Regions from separate parts of the Sus scrofa genome. Here all the other regions are linked to region 1. A link is a contact called in public HiChIP or PLAC-seq and promoter capture Hi-C data. All regions are on one chromosome and are shown on one strand. Each heading gives the region's core, a stretch centred on a gene start, on an enhancer-like site or on the middle of the called end of the contact. The rest is flanking DNA. Distances are from core to core; before and after follow the strand shown.

The links. Promoter capture Hi-C pulls out the DNA fragments that hold promoters and counts their contacts. HiChIP or PLAC-seq counts read pairs in DNA pulled down with a chosen protein or histone mark.
Region 2: a contact with region 1 is called in an H3K27ac HiChIP or PLAC-seq map of skeletal muscle, with 4 times the contacts expected there. The contact joins two enhancer-like sites. A contact is called at or near these places in 3 of 47 Hi-C or Micro-C datasets (epiblast stem cells, fetal skeletal muscle and mesenteric adipose tissue) and 1 of 2 datasets of contacts at active chromatin or transcription factors (skeletal muscle).
Region 3: a contact with region 1 is called in a promoter capture Hi-C map of liver, with 8 times the contacts expected there. The contact joins the promoter of LOC106507939 here to the enhancer-like site in region 1. A contact is called at or near these places in 4 of 5 promoter capture datasets (fetal liver, fetal skeletal muscle, liver and 1 more), 18 of 47 Hi-C or Micro-C datasets (alveolar macrophages, brain, embryonic fibroblasts and 10 more) and 2 of 2 datasets of contacts at active chromatin or transcription factors (alveolar macrophages and skeletal muscle).

What each region holds. Positions count from the first base shown.
Region 1 is chr11:9,637,694-9,640,722 of Sscrofa11.1, reverse strand. The region is part of intron 1 of STARD13 (stAR-related lipid transfer protein 13); the gene reads left to right. Among named protein-coding and RNA genes, the nearest start is that of STARD13, 99 kb to the left of the region's middle. Within about 2 kb of position 1,537, at least 34 of the 83 cell types and tissues checked have an H3K27ac peak or open chromatin away from gene starts, as enhancers often do. A contact at or near this core is called in brain, epiblast stem cells, fetal liver and 4 more, where this site is marked.
Region 2 is chr11:10,039,956-10,042,984 of Sscrofa11.1, reverse strand. The region is part of intron 3 of LOC106507939; the gene reads right to left. Among named protein-coding and RNA genes, the nearest start is that of RFC3, 110 kb to the left of the region's middle. Within about 2 kb of position 1,479, at least 16 of the 83 cell types and tissues checked have an H3K27ac peak or open chromatin away from gene starts, as enhancers often do. A contact at or near this core is called in skeletal muscle, where this site is marked.
Region 3 is chr11:9,911,273-9,914,301 of Sscrofa11.1, reverse strand. LOC106507939 reads right to left here and starts at 1,530. Exons shown (of 4, transcript XM_021065188.1): 1 at 980-1,530. The coding sequence starts at 1,451. All of the region lies in intron 1 of LOC110255744 (a long non-coding RNA gene), which reads left to right.

The DNA of each region.
Region 1 (3,029 bases), core at 288-2,787:
TGTCCCAGAGTTCCTGCTGTGGCACCGAACCTTGTGGCTTAAGAATCTGACTGCAGTGGCTCAGGTCACTGCAGAGGTGTGGGTTTGATCCCCAGCCTGGCACGGGGGATTAAAGGATCTGGATGTTGCTACTGCTGTGGCATAGGTCATTGCTGTGGCTCACATTCAACCCCTAGCCCAGGAACTTCCATATGCTGCACGTGCAGCCAGTAAGTAAATAAGGAAAATCAATGGCCCAATCTCTGCAGTGGGAGTTAGGGGTTATTTTTTCTCTTCCTTATATACCCACAGCATTCTGATTACACCTCCGTCTTAGCCCTTCTCCAAATTGTCTCCCAGTGTTTCTATTGTCTTCACCAGATTTTTAGCATCTTGCACTTGTGGTCCTTGTCTTCTCCACAGTATCTAGCTGGTGCTTTGCATGTCAGGGGTATACTGAAGAGTCTTTTGCTTGAACTGAAGAAGCACATAATTCAGACACAAAATGAGTAAAGAGTGAGTCTTGGCATCATAATGGACCAAGCATACAGTGTTTTAGAACAGATGGTGTGAGGGAGTTCCTCTCATGGCTCAGCGGTTAACGAGCCTTCTAGGATCCATGAGGATTCGGGTTCAATCCCTGGTCTCGCTCAGTGGGTTAAGGATCTGGTGTTGCTGGGAGCTGTGGTGTAGGTCGAGGACGCAACTCAGATCCCGCATTGCTATGGTTGTGGTGTAGGCTGGCAGCTACAGCTCCCAACTGGACCCCTGGCCTGGGAACTTCCATATGCTACGGGTGCAGCCCTAAAAAGCAGGGGCGGGGGGGAAGAGATAGGATGATTCTCAGATGAATTAACATATGGATAACAGGGAAGAGACTGAGATTTCCGCAAAAGACAATTCCGTGTATCAAAAAGCAGACATAGATTGGAAGGATAATGGGGGGGAAAAAACAGTGGGTATATTTTACAAAAGATTGTGAAATCGCCGCTCTTAATATCGTTCGGCATTATCCCACCATCCGTGTGTCTCAGCTTAAGGTGAAGATTTTCTGAAATGGGGCCGGATGAGGACACACTGGAGGCAGGGTTCGGGTGGACATCTCTGGAAACCCAGGGGACTGGGATGAGTGGTTGCCATGGTTCCAGCCGAAGTGCCGCACCCATTTTTCTTTGTAACCAAGGTCAGAGGCGCTGGCTTATTCCTGTCCACATTGTGATTGTTGAGGTTTAGAAGTCAGGCAGGACTGTGGCAACATAAAGCTCACTAGCAGCAGACAATGATATTACTTTATAATTGAATGCTTTTCCCACAGAGGACTTGATGGGGGACACAGAGACTCCGAGAATCCCCCTTTGCCATGGTCTTCAGCACAGGGCCATGGCTCCGAGATCCTTCCCCTATCATGTGGGCAGACCCTCTGCTCGCAGTCATTGCAGATTCACTTCCAGGAGTCATAGCGTCTCCCTGTGTTCTTGCACATCTTTGAAATGCCCCAGGCAACTGCTCCTCCCTCCAGTGGAGCCGCCACAGCAGCTGTGGGCTGCACCAGGCCTGGTCTCTGCTCCGTTTCTGGCAGCAGGCAACTACCGCCAAGCCGCTCTCCCCAAAAGCCTGCATATTGTAAACCCATTAAGGCTTAACTCCTAGGGGACAACAAAGAGAGCTGCCTTTGTGAGCTCTGTGTGGGATCACAGAGGCCTCTGGCACCTGGCTTGTCCTCAGGCCCGGGGTGATCTGCAGGGAAAGTTACAAGCTGCCGAGGGAATATTTTCACAGGTTTTCCAAACAAAGGGTTCTTTCTTCAAACTCAGCCGCAACTCTTTTCTGATTGCTAATTAACCAAGCCTAGTGAAAAACAGGCCGTTTCGGTAAATAGATGAGAGGTGGTGTGTGTGTGTGTACGTGTGTGTGGTGTGGTGGATGTGCACGCTGATGTGCTTTTGTTTGTTTTTTGACACATGACAAGAGGCCCTGTTTTGAGTCTGACGGGGTGGTGAGCCTGTGGCAGGGAGGCTTCCCTCCTGTTCACTGCTGCTGTGCACACAGTCAGGCTGCTGTCGTCTTTGCGGATTGGATGTGCTTGGCGTTTGGCTTGAAGTCGCCCTCTCTCCCTCCACGTGGAGGGTCTCTTTCGCTCTGGGTCTCTGCGTTGCCACTGTTCCTCACCTGCCTCCCCATTGGCTCCCTTGGAGCCGCCTTTTAGGCAGCCCCTCCTTGGCCCTTCGAGGGTCTGCAATAGGACTTTGTTTGCTCTCCCTCCCAGGAACCTTCCCTGGGGGCCTCTATGCCTTTTGTATGTGGTATGTGCTTGAGGATCTGAAAGCCCCCTTTCCTCAGAAGCCCCCCTGCCCCCCCCCAGGACACTGGTAATTATTATAACTGCTCTTTCACCACATGGTGCGTGTTGCCACCTGGTCCGAGCCGGCCAGAGCCTGGTGGCTTTCTGGATGGTTGCCGAAGGCTTCCAAACCCTACCTCTTGTAACTTAGCTTTTCCAGTTACGTGTTAGGAGTTTTGTAAGTTTCCCACCTCAGTGTCCTGGAGCTTTGAAGGAAGGTTACGTTACCCACCATTAAGGTGCTTTTTACGAGGTTATCTATCCGTTTGATCTTTGCCTTACTGATACTGGATCAATACTACTTGTTAATTCTGGCCTTTTTGGTTGCGAGACTGTGGTGGGGGAAAAAAGCTCTTCACAGGCCTCTAGTGGACATGTGGTGGAACTTCGGGAAGCTTGTATTCAAACGTATAAAACTGGTGTGACCTACGGGCACCAGGCAATCCCCCAAATGTATTCTTCGTCAGGCTTTTAATTCAGTAGCATAGTGGTGTGTTTGAAGGCATGGAAAATAGGAACAATGGTGAAGTCACAGTCTTGGTTGACTTTAACCACAGGGTGCAGTGATCAAGTTGTCAGCTGTTCCCTCCTGTCAACTGGAATGAGTTTCTTTGTCCATTTAGTCTCTATTTTATAACAGCAGCTGAATTTTAACATCGAATCATTTTAAATCAACTGTACTCTTAATTCATTTTTTTTAATCAAGAAT
Region 2 (3,029 bases), core at 230-2,729, 400 kb before region 1:
ATTCTTAAAATTGTTCTCAATACATATTGTTCAGAATAACAGAAGAAATTTGGTTTTCTAGACATGGATCTAGAAATGCTGGGGGAAAAATACCAATACAGTGTGTTTTTTGATCTAAAGACTCTATAATTACAGGCTCCTGAACTATAAAAGATAGTGGTCACTGTTATCAAACATTACAACAGGCAGAGTTTGATCACAGGAAGCCATGAAGGCATATCTGGGTTTGTAAAAACTAGAATGGAGCCCACACACTGATCAAAAAATGACTACTTCTATGGTGTCTGAATCTCTAATGTCATAAAGTAGTGACCACACACTGGACCGCACTTCGCTGTGGGTCACTGACCACCGAAGAGACATTGTTTCCCAAGAAGCTCAGCCAAAGAAGGAGCCACTCACAAAGAGGGAACACTTTGTGAGAAGAATTAAATACTGATTTTACCTATGTACTCATCTGGGGGCAGGTATCTTCCTGAGACAGGAGAGAAAGGAGCTGATTACTAATATCCTAGTGTACTAACCAGCTATGAACACAGAGCTAAAAGCCGCACTTTCTTTCATTTTCTTCTATCTACTAAACTCAGTGGTCTTTTGATGAGCACTTTTTAGCAATTAAGAAGTGCTAGGTGCAGGGCTGGGTACTGGGATAGAGTAGGTGAGCATGAGAGACGCAGCGCTGACCTTTGGAGCTCCTTTGTACTGAAGGAGGATACGCATTAAGCCAACAGTATCAAATGGTTCTTTTATTCCTGTTGAGTGTTACGTAGGGGTACAGGGTATAACAAGTTCGTGACTTGGCCATTAATCTATGTGGGGATCAAAAGGTATTCCTTTGGAAATTATGACTACCTTGAGATTTGATAAATGACTCAAAGTTAGATACAGAGATGACTAAGCTTCAGCCCAGCAAACATAAACGATGTCTATCACATGACAAACAAAGAAACACCTATTCTTAGAGCCTTTTTTTCATATTACTACTTTGGCTTTATTTTCCAGGATGTTTCTTCTACTCCCTCTATTTTAGTTACACTCATTACTGTGTGTGGGTGGAGGGGTGGGAGGTGTGGGTGTGTTGAGACTTTGTGTTTTTTAAGAGCAATTTAAGATTCACGGCAAAACTGAAGGTAAAGTATAGAGACTTCCGATATGCTTCCTGCCCCCACATGAGAATCTTTTCAAATAGGATAGAATCTCATCATTTTAGGACTGGCATAAAGTGTTCAGTCATCTAGTAACAGAGGCTAGATTAAATAACCAGGATCATATGGGGTTCCAATGGCCCAGTGATTCTAGAACTTCAGTTCCACATTTACACAGCTTTCTTTTCTTACCAGTTGAACTAAAAATAGGGCAAGAGCTGACTTTAATAAGCTGGAAAGGTTGTTTTCTGAGCACTAAAAGGAGGTCCTCTTCAAGCAGCACATTCTGGCCTCGCACAGGCAGAATGCCCAGAAGTGTCCTCTCCACTGGAGCACTCCTGGCTGGAAAATGGAACAGACGGAGTTTGCTCCTAAATAGGCAAGAGTGTGTGAGAGCAGCAAGCACTTGGGTTCAGAGCTGAGCTACAAAGTACAGAGGAGAAAATAAAGCTTAACAGAAAAAGTGACTTGGGGTTAGACACAGGAAAAAAATGGAAAGAAACCACCTAAAACTTTGCTTTGATCATGGACACATGCGGTTGTACAGCTGGCTAGGTGCTCAGTGGGTGAGCTCACAGTGCTTCAGAGGCTCTGGGTTTGATCCCCGGAGGCGTTGGCTTGGTTCTCTTCCTGCACCCTTGATCCAGCTGAAGGTCCTGCAAATCCTTACTTTTGGTCACTAGAGAATCTTGTGAAATAGATTCCTGCAGCTCAAAGTTCATGTTTTCCTTAATAATGAATGCTGGATACCCTTGCATGTGAGGGACATTTTTGGGGAAAATGAATTATATTATACTGGAAATTAGGGTGTAGCTAGTGAAAATGAATATGAACAGAATTGAAATAAATAAGAATGAGAGTCTATCCAGGCTCTGCGTTTATCAGCTATAGGGGATTATAACTTAATCTCTACGTGCCTGTTTCCCCACCTGTAAAATGGGGGCAATAACAGTATCACATCATGGAATTATTACTAGAATTAAACGACTGATGTTCATAAAGCACTTGGAATATTCATGCCAGATATATATTCATGCCAGGTACTGTTCCAAGCATATATATATATATATATATATATATATATATATAGAGAGAGAGAGAGAGAGAGAGAGAGAGAGAGAGAGAGAAGAGATTCACTGAACATGGAGAGAAAAATATATATAAAAGTTATATTTATAATTCCAAATTGTAACCCAGGTACTTTCCTGCTGTCAGTTACATCAGACCAAGATGTTAAAAATCTATTTTTTAAAGTATATGCTAAATCTTAAGTACAGTGAACTGAATAAAAGGAAGACAAGTCTTCGAGGAAGTTAGTTCTATATGAAAATTAAAAACAAATAGGAAAAGCAATACATTGATATATTTGAGGCTAATTACACCAGTGACTAATGATTTTAGATAAAATGAAATTTACCTAGAGAGCAACTCTATAGAACATGTGGAACATATAATGCTTGGTATAAAAGTAAACATTTTAAACTGGCTCAGCTATAATTTTGAAAGTGAAAACTAGAATCAAATGTCATAACACTGGATTTCAAAAATCGCTGGGCGGGGCTGTGACTAACCCAACATAAGAATCCATGATACCCATTTTTTTTTAATTTTCTTAATTTGAAATCGTGGGAAACAGCTTTTGGACTTACAAACACATGTTCTTAATCACCACTCCCTGTGGTAGAAAAAGCACACAGTTTTAAAGTCACCTTAGGATAGACCAAGTTGGTTAAAGATCCACAATGGGTTTTCACTGGTCTGTGCATCTGTGAGCTGTATCCCCGTGTGGGTCCTACTGAAAGGCTGGCCACCTACTCTTGCTTCTGTGTCTTAGTGGCTGGTCATGTGCAGTGGCACTGAAGAGCCACATGGAGAGCCCACTGC
Region 3 (3,029 bases), core at 281-2,780, 270 kb before region 1:
ACCACAGCTCAGGGCAAGGCTGGATCCTTAACCCACTGGGCAAGGATACGAATCAAACCCCCGTTCTCATGCATTACTGACAAAGCAACCCTCAACTCTATAAATTATTCCAAGTGTGGTGCTACTACCCACAGCTTAAGTTATCACCAGAGAATTTATCAGAGTCGTGATTATTCAGCTCTACCCCCAGCCTTTCCCAGTTAAAATCTTTCAGGTTAAGGCCAATCTATTTTAACAAGTCTTCCAGGGACACCTGATGCATGCTCACGTTTGAGAATCGCTGCCGCAGGAGAATCGCCCAGTGAAGCAGTGCTTTCAGTAGGCGCTGAAGGCTACAGGAAACTTCCTTCACTAACTTCCACTTAAAATACTCAGTTAAGCCGCGTTCTGGTAAAGCCCTAAGAACAACCCATTGCTCACTACCAAACAATCAGGCCTCAAACTTCCAGGAAAATCGAGGTTCTTAAGCAAAAATTCATCAAGGAAGAATTTACATTGATTTTGCTAACTTAGGGGAAAGGTTTTCTTTTCCCCGTCCGTTATCTAAGAGAAATATGACACACGAACAAGTCTATATTTATCCGGAGTGTTTCTGAGGCTACCTTTCGGAAATTTCCTTGGCCTATTTTTTAAAAAGTTATCCATGAAATTCTCCCCTCCTTCAGGGGCTCCAAACACGTACGCTGTATGTTTAATCATCAAAGGGAAACAAAACCTCTTACAGCAGAAACCAATCTAAGACACAACACCTGTGCCATCTTCCCACCAAGCAAGAAATGGTGGAGCCCGGTCCCAAAAGACTAAGAAATCGACGCAGGGATGATTGAGAAGGACTCAAGAGCAAAGTATGAGGAGACAAAAAAAGACCTGCTTTTTTTCTGGGCTTAAAACTAGAGAAAGAACTCCGTTTCCGCTCCATCTCGGGTATTTTCAAGCTAACACATACAAGCAGCTACCAATTCAAAGTGCTGCAAAGTACCTCCTGCGCGGGAACTCGGCAGGGCGGAGCCTCTGGTCGCTCCCTTCCCGAGGGCGGGACAGAGCAGAACCGGGGCCGCGTTTTCTCTGGAAGGTTCCGAAAGGCGCGCGCCCCCTCCGCGGGCGGCGAGACACTCGGCACCAGATGGCGCTGCCGCACCGAGAGCCGGAGCCTGGGCGGCAGGAGAGAAGGGAAGAGGCGTCACCGGATCCTTTCTGTCGCCGGAAATGCGCGCTGCCGGCGGCCTCGGGTCCCGGATATTAAGATTTCTGGAGGGTTCCCGCGTGAGGGCGGGACTAGAACCGGAACCGAACAGCGACCGTCGGGCCTCGGGGCGGAAGCCCGGGGCGGCGCCAGCGGGGGGCTGGTTTCTGGTGCGCGCGCCTCGCTGGGGGCGCGAGGGGGCGGGACCTCGCTCGCACTTGCGCGTTTTGGGGACGTAGGCGCTGCCGGGACGTGCGTCTTTCTCCATCTTTGCACGTTTGTTGGCCCGGCAAGGCGGAAATGGTGGCGTAGTAGGTTTTTTGTGTTTTTTTTTTTTCCCCCCCTCCATCCCCTCCCGCCCACAGGGTTGGGGTTTCTGGCTGTGAGTGAGGTTTCTGGAAATCTCTGTGGAAAGTTAATGGTATGTGAGGTAAAAACGCGAGCTTTATTTTCCCCTTGAGTCTTAAGCGATCCAGATGCCTGCTGGGCGCGGTCCCAGTGCTGGGCTGGACCCAGCCTTTCCCTCTAAATCTCTTCCTGCACCGGCTTGATCCACCCAAAGTGTCGTTAAGCATCCGTCCTGAGGCAGTAGGAGTGTCACTCGTGAAAAGGAACGTGGGCAGATACATTCTTCACGTGGAACCTAAAAACGCTTTTTAATTATGTCAGGAAGCATGTCTTGGTTTTTTAGCAGTGCTTCTCAAGAACTCATGGAGTTCATCGGCTTTATCGTCACGTTTTTGTCAGTAACATTTTATGTTCTTTGTTTTATGGTGTCTTGGTCTTTATCAAATATTAATTACGGGAAGGCCGCTTGTGCAAACCGTTCGAAAGGAGAAGAATTCTCCATTTCCATTTTTACAAGACAGGGGCAAACCACTTTTAAAGGACGGATCTAGGAACTCGTGAGAGTGCCCTGGTTTGGTTTGGTTTTTAAATGCAGCATCGAAACGACCAAAGGTAGCAAAAATAAATTCTCTGTGAAGCCATACTAATCCAACTTTAATTTTAGACCAATTCTGAAAGTGTTAGCAGCAAGGTACCCAGTTCTCCCAAGAAATTTCTTGGTAGACACTTTTATCTTTGTATTTCAGAGTTCCTTCCAATCTGCGGCCTACGTAAAAACTTGAGTCCTTGTGAAAGCCAGATTGAAAGGAATAGAGATTTATTTAAAAGAGTTATACTGAGAGAAATGGGAAGATTGGGGAATAAAAGATTGTCTGGAGTAGCCACATAAAGACATTTTATAGTTTTTGGTTAAAACCCTTTGGTGGGTTTTGGTAACAGGTGTTGTGAAGAAAGCTACTGTCAGTGGAGGAGTCCCATGATGTACATTTATGTGAGAAACCAAAAAAAATTGGGCAGGATCATTGGGGACTGATCACAGTGTGTGAGCAGGAGGCTAGATGCAGGCGGCACATAATGGAAGACATTAGGAAACACATGAAAGCAAAGGTCAGAGCTAAAGGGGCAATGGATGTGGAAACACTGATTTGGAAACTGGGGAAAAACAGGTTTTAGACCTCAAACTGAATGTGTAGAATAAGGAATAAATTCTTCATTAGATGTTTTGTTTTGGGATATATTGCATTTAGCTGCTTATTTTAACTTTATGTTCCTGTCTTCCCTATATTTCATGTACAAACAACCTTAAATTGAAAGAAAGAGTGCTTAATTTTGCCACCATTATACTAGTAATTTACCCTAGCATAGTGCTTCCCAGTGTAAGGAATTATTTACTTAATTGAGTCTGTTTATGTATATTCACAAGTGGTGGCATTAAAGTTGCTTCTCTGCAAATACCTTCAACCCCTTTCCCTGACTTCTGTTACTTGCCTGGCAAAAC